Linked DNA regions of Mus musculus: region 1 is linked to region 2. Evidence: chromatin contacts called from public Hi-C data. All regions are on one chromosome and are shown on one strand. Each heading gives the region's core, a stretch centred on a gene start, on an enhancer-like site or on the middle of the called end of the contact. The rest is flanking DNA. Distances are from core to core; before and after follow the strand shown.

Region 1 (3,303 bases), core at 610-3,109, 260 kb after region 2:
TTCTATTACACATGTACACGAAGCTTCTTGGGCCATTATCTCACTGTTCGTGCTTTATAAGACTGCTCCCCTTAAACCTAGTCCCTACTCTAGTCCATGAATTAGATGAATTACACAGTTTCCAAACTGGTACACACCAGTTTTTATTGCTGTGTCACTGAACAAGAGGAATATTTCTAACTATAGTCATGCTAAGGAGGAATAAAATAAGATCAGGGAGAAGTCTTACAGAGCCCCGTATGTGGTAATGAGCACAGCCTGAATCTATTTTTCTACCTAGGTAAACTCAAAGATACTTTTACAAGGCCTGAGGACATGGTGCATGCCTGTAATTTCAGCACTTGAGAATTGGATGGAGGAGGGTCAGTATAAGGTCACTCTGGGTTAAAAAACTAAAAGGACATCAGCTGAGTTTAGGAAGAACCCATACAACAGAAATAAAGATGGGAAACGCTTGGGGGAAAAGGTGATTTGGCCAGTGGCAATCAGTTCCGAGCATGTAGAAGTGGTTCGAGTCCTGATAGGCAGACTCAGTCTGTGTCTGGTGCAGCCGGACATCAGCCAGACTGGTTCTACACATTAAAGGTACAGGACCCACCCATGGCAGGGCTCAAGAGTTCTCAGCACAGACTCCCGGTTCCAGCTCCTGATCTTGGGTGGAACAATGTATAGGCCTACCCGGCTTGTTCCACAGATGGCTTAGTGGTTCATGTGAAAAATCTTGATTCTCAAAGAAATCCCCATATGCCTTACCCCAGGTAAATCACTACTGACCACAAGGTTAAGAGAGTCTACAAGATCAGCTGCGGTATGGTTGGTGGCATTTGCCTGTAGAGCCACGTGTTTGGGAGGCTGGGGTGAGCCCAAGAGTTTGAGGCCAGTTTTGACATATTGTGATTCCAAACACAAAGAAAACAAGTGAAAACAGAATATGCCATCATTTAAGGGAACATTCTCTGCAAAACCCAACAATGCTAATGTGGTAATGTTGGTGGCTAGGATATCTTATCTAGAGAATTTATGGTCAAGGGGAGAAACTAAATTCTTCTATGGCTTCTCAATGTGGAGAACAATGTCTAGTTTAAATCATAAACAAGGATGAAAAACTTAAGGTCACTGTGGAGAAATCTACCATTTGTTCTCAAAAGATCATGCCTGAGAAAACAACCTTGTAATAATAAATCAAAATTCTACCTGTCAAGAGTAAGTCTAGTGGGAGGAAGACTCTGGAGTCCTGGATTACGGAAACAAAGCAAGTATCTACCTGAGGTAAGAGGAACCACCTACAGTAAACCTATGTATTCACTGCTGTTTAAGAGAAAGCCTACACTCTAATTCATTTTAATAAAGCATTTTGAACATCTTGCAATCACAAAAGGTAGCTGAAATTTGCTAAAATGAATAAAAGGATCATATTGGTCTTTCAAGGATAGTTTTAGTTATCATAAAACCCCTATTTCAATAGTAAAGTATTTTAAAGATAAGACCCCTTGGGGGCCTGTGAGATGGCTCAGAGTAAGGTATCTATCTGCTCAGGCCTGATTACTGACGGATGCAAATTTGACCTCCCAGCTCCCTCTGTTGGAGGGAGTAACCAACACCCGAAAGTTGCCCTGTGACCTTAAGATACATACATGCTCCACTCACTCACACACACACACACACACACACACACACACACACACACACATCACACCATAATAAACCTTAAAGATGGTCCACTTAGCAGAAGATACCATTTCTCTAATAAGTACTTTGTAGTTTCCAGGTCACTTTCTTCTAAGAAAACCACGTCTGCTTTTAGGGAGAACGGGAAACAAACCCTCTGAGGTTAGGGAGGGGCATTACTGCATCTTGCCTAACATGTGTAGCAACAGCTACACCCAGTGGACAGAGTCAGAGGAAGGCTTTCTAGCCGTACTGTTATAAATAAGGTAAATGTGGAAATAGCTTTTCCCCCTCCCAGTTTGTTTCAGTTTCCAGAAAAAGGGCTACCTTCTACTTAAGGAAATACCATTCAGGAACAAAAGCCTTACTCCATAAACCTGACACAAACGCACAATCTGGTATGAAAATAGCTAAAAGAAAACTCCCAGAGCAAGGAGAGAATGTGCAGGTACTTTATTGCTCACCTCTCACACCAAACACACCTCCAGCCACTTTCTTTCACAGCTTGACAGTGTTTACATGTACAAAAACCCGGCAGAAGCATTGAGTGATTTCAGGATAGACGTGGAGAGTGACTCAGCCAGGCTTCTGTCTTCTGCAGCAATAATGAAGGGCCTCCTGCACGGAGCAGGACTCCATCTCACTTCGTAGTGCACGTCCATCACAAGAAAGGTCCCTTGCCTAAAGCAAGCTAACTTGTATATGCTGAGCCAGTAGCATTAACTAGTGCATGGAACAGATGTCTGCTCGCCATTTCTTCTAGCGAATTTCAAGTAAAAACAAGGGTGAAGGAGGAACGTTTGTCTCGGATGGATGCAGGTCTGGTTTGAGTTGCTATACTTAACTAAGTGCCTACAGATACTACGGTTCTTGACTTAGTTTGCTTTTGTTGTTTTTATGGGTTTTGGCCGTGTTCATGGGTTTTGGAGGAGCATATGGTACAGTATTCCACCAACAGGATAAGGCTACTGAATGTGCTATCTGCAAAAGAGCTCATGTAATAGGAACCAACCCAACAGGTCTACCAAAAAGAAAGGTGACAAACATCTCTCTGAATAAAATGCCAATCAGGGCAGAGCTATGCTCGGAGAATAGACATCAGAAGGTAGCTTACGAAAAACATACATGGGTTGTTAATATGAGGAAGGTTTCCCAGCATTAAATATAAAAAAGTCCAGGCAAATCCTCATTTTCAAAACTTGCATATTGAAAATGTGAAAACTATTTTATTCAAGTAATTTCTTCAAAAAAGCATGTATGTTCCAACTGGATTAGTTTACCGGTCAACTAAAGGCAACTTAAATTGCCTTTAAAATTTGTTTTTCATAGAAAGAAGAGATATGTTTCTTAAATAAACAGTGTTATGTAAAACTGTTTAGTAATAAAAAGAGAGAAAGAATTGAATGAAGACCAGCAAATGGTTATCCTAAGCAGGAGTATGCCTGCTACCTGTGGTCTTACATTCATTCCAAATAGATGTTGGATTCAGGATTCTGAAACTAAGTTTCTATTACTTGAGCTCTAGCAAAATGTGAGTTTCTGTAGCCTCAACTAGTATAATGTCTTCCTTGTCCAAATCCAGAATGACTATACTGATAGCCTCCATGTTGGAAGTGCTGTTCAAACTGGCCCCCT
Region 2 (3,437 bases), core at 646-3,145:
AACTTGCTTGACAGATAGATAGCTGCAGAAATATACAATTTTTAAATAGTGTTTCAATTGTTAGTGTATACCATATGTTCTCATACACATGTTATAAGAATCCCAAAGAAGGAAATGATGATTATGGAATGATTTATGTGTATATTGGGAGATATCATACTACAATGAGTCTGAAAGAAGTCCAACAGATTTGCATATTTGGCTTCCATGGCTATAACATCTTGAAAGATTGGTCATATACAGTAGCATGCAAATTTGTTGATTTTGAGCTTAGTTCTAAATGATACAAGGGAGAAATCACTGGGCTTATAAGTATTCCAGAAAGCTGCCTATACTAACCTGTCACAACTCACCTCTGTTCTTCTCGTTTATGGTATAGTTAATTGTAACTGTACTTGAGACTCTGAAAGAAAAGAGACTTTCTCAAAAGATAAGGCGAAGAGTGAGCTAGGAAGAGACCTCATGTCAACCTCTGTTCCCTACATGCACACAGACATAGATGAAGATGCATGGGCAAGCACAAGTGTGTGTGCACGCGTATGTGCTAGTGCATGGGTGTGAGCACCTGCAACACCCACCCACCCACACACATACACATACACATGTAGTGGGAGGGGGTATTGAATCAGAAAGAGATAGTGAACATTTTTCTTACATAGTCTTAACTTTATTTGACCATTCTCCTTGTATACTCTTAACTTCATTTTAATTTAAAAGGGAGTAGTCAGGGTAGGCAATGGAATGAAGATCTGTTTAGTATTAAAACTTTACAAAGTTCTCACCACCTTGAAGGAAGATGTGGAGAAAAGAGCTTAGTTCAAGAATGAGACATTTATGTGGGAAGGTTTAGAAAGGAGCAACAAAGATTCTGTTAGAGAGGGAACATGGTCCTGCTTTGACGGGCTGGAACGACACTTGTCATCGGTGGGGTAGTAGCTGCTGAACTGGGTTCCTGCCTGGCAAGCAGTGAAGTGGTGCTGATTAGGAAGGCTACACCTAAGGGGGGTGGGAAGATTCTGCTGTAAACCACAGGACTGAGTTAGTGCTTGATCCTGGGCTGTTCTTCATTGGTGTGTGCCATGGGCTCCTGGGAAGAGGACACAGAGACTGATGGAGGCCACCTCTAACAAGTAACAGCCCTGCCTTCATATGGAGAGGAGGGTATGTGGGGAAATGTCATGAGTGATTAATGATTCCTAGAACTATTGCAAGAGCAACTGAGGTAGAGAAAGTGGTAGCTTGAGAGGACAATTATATGATGCAATCAGCTGAGCATGAGAAAAGAAGTCTAGACTGTAACACTGAGGACTATGGACGAGGAAAGGGTGGACCACTGGGCTGTTGTGGGGCATCTTTAATCCTAGCTTTCTGGAGGCAGAGGCAGGCAGTTCTCTGTGCATTCAAAACCAGCCTGGTCTATGGAGCAAGCTATAGTTCAGCTAAGGCTACACAAAGAAAGTCTATCTCATAAAAAACAAAAAGGAAGGAAGGAAGGAAGGGAGGGAGAGAGGGAGGGAGGGAGGGAGGAAGGAAGGAAGGAAGGAAGGAAGGAAGGAAGGAAGGAAGGAAGGAAGGAAGGAAGGAAGGAAGGAAGGAAAGAAAGAAAAGGGTAACCACTGTGGGGGAGTATGAGGAATTTGTAGCATGTCCAGAGTTAGTCTGTAGGAATTCATACTTCCAAAGTTGGGTTTCGATGAAACTGTCTGTGAGGGAATCTACAGTCAAAGCATGGAAGGTAATAACAAAGGCCGGGAGATAGGGCAAGAGTGAACTGCATGTCAGGAAGTGGGCTTTCTGCAAGTTAAGCCCAAGAGGCGAGATGTTGGCTAACAGTGAGGAAGTAACTTGATGAATGCACTTAATGAGGTGTCCTGAGCTCTCTGGCCCCATGCTGATATGAGTAAAAGCCCAGATCCTTACTTAACTAGACCAAGTGTCCCATTGGCATGAGCCCCTACAGAGCTACAGTTGAAAGCTGAGCCGTGATGATGGATGGATTTTATTTTTCTTCCCTTTGTGCTTGAGGTCCAGTTGGGAAGCCACGAGTCTTCTAAGACTGCAAGCTGTTGTTGCTATGGTAGCCTACCACTGCCGAGAGAGATCTGGGAAGGTTAACCTGTTAGATGTGGCCTAAACAAGGCCACAGTGACAACTGTCTGACTTGAGTACTTCAGCTTAGTGGGTCTTCTTTATGGCTCAGTTGTTACATCAATCATATTATCTACAAAATGTGGCTGGGAGGCAGAGTCACTTTTAAACGATGTGGATATTTAGTCCCCAATTAGGGTTAGAGTTGCCCAGTTCAGATCAAATGTGGAGCCCTGAGCCGAGGTCCTGTTTTCAAGATTTGACTTTGAACACCAAGTAAATGGATGAGAGCATGAGTGTAGATAAATAGCATGGCCGCGAAAAATAAGAAGTTGACATTGTAGCAGCACAATATTTTAAAGCCACATATGTAGGTGTGTGTCTGATCTTGCGATAGTTTTGCCTTGCTGAGAGTATAATTAATTAAATAAAAACTAACACTACATGGGAAAAGAAAAGTAATTCCTGCTTTGTTTCTGCGCCTCTCTCTCTCTCTCTCTCTCTCTCTCTCTCTCTCTCTCTCTCTCTCTCTCTCTCTCTCTCAAAAACAACTACCCAGGAAATACCTTCACTGGATCAAGAGAAAACCAGACTTGAACCTGGGCAACCCCAGCTCTCCCCAGGGGTTTCAACTATTCATCTGCACCCACAGTTTCCAGGTAACCTGTGCTGAAATGTGCTGTTTATAGGGGTATTCTGAAGAAATTCATAATGGTGTGTGTGTGTGTGTGTGTGTGTCTGTGTCTGTGTGTCTGTGTCTGTGTGTGTGTGTCTGTGTGTGTGTGTCTTTGTGTTTAACAAATCATTGGGCTGTATCTTTAAATTTGTCATGAAATTTATCTCAGTACATTGAAGTACATTCCTATACTAGAAATATCGTTGCTTTGAGAAGAGTAGTATATGTGGAAAAAGATCAGTTCTATATAGTATACTATGCTTTTGTGTTGTATACAGTGTGCAAATAGTGGAACTTCTTATTTATCAAGTGGTCATGTTTTGAACTCAGACTTAGTACCGTTCGCTTTCAGGATGATTGTCAGTTCCTGAAGAGGGCTAGTGTTATTTTTTAGATGAAGTCATACTTGCATTTTGCACAAGGATGCCAGTGTGCATGCCGAGATTTAATTTTCCTTTCCCTCTTCCTCGTGCAGTAGTGGTTGAAAAGACATCCCCTCCTGTGCCTGTGGAAGTAGCTCCTGAAGCTTCCACATCCAGTGCCAGCCAAGTGATTGCTCCTACGCAAGTAACAGGTCAGTGGAGTGTTTGCTGCATTGTGCAGCCTGTGAGAACATGGGTACAGACTGCACTTAAAGTGGAGTAGCAAATGCGTGAGGTTGATCATCACAAGA

Evidence for each region. A called contact is a pair of places that touch in the nucleus more often than the background predicts.
Region 1: a Hi-C map of the HPC-7 cell line shows a contact between it and region 2, with 2.3 times the contacts expected there. The contact joins two enhancer-like sites. A contact is called at or near these places in 3 of 484 Hi-C or Micro-C datasets (3T3-L1-derived adipocytes, the HPC-7 cell line and the MC3T3-E1 cell line).

Annotation. Positions count from the first base shown.
Region 1 is chr17:75,534,987-75,538,289 of GRCm38.p6, forward strand. It overlaps Fam98a (family with sequence similarity 98, member A), which reads right to left. Exons shown (of 8, transcript NM_133747.2): 8 at 2,100-3,303. The coding sequence ends at 3,216. Among named protein-coding and RNA genes, the nearest start is that of Fam98a, 15 kb to the right of the region's middle. Within about 2 kb of position 1,860, at least 29 of the 459 cell types and tissues checked have an H3K27ac peak or open chromatin away from gene starts, as enhancers often do. A contact at or near this core is called in the HPC-7 cell line, where this site is marked.
Region 2 is chr17:75,279,681-75,283,117 of GRCm38.p6, forward strand. Ltbp1 (latent transforming growth factor beta binding protein 1) reads left to right here. Exons shown (of 34, transcript NM_019919.4): 14 at 2,648-2,747; 15 at 3,240-3,338. Among named protein-coding and RNA genes, the nearest start is that of Rasgrp3, 150 kb to the right of the region's middle. Within about 2 kb of position 1,896, at least 3 of the 459 cell types and tissues checked have an H3K27ac peak or open chromatin away from gene starts, as enhancers often do. A contact at or near this core is called in the HPC-7 cell line, where this site is marked.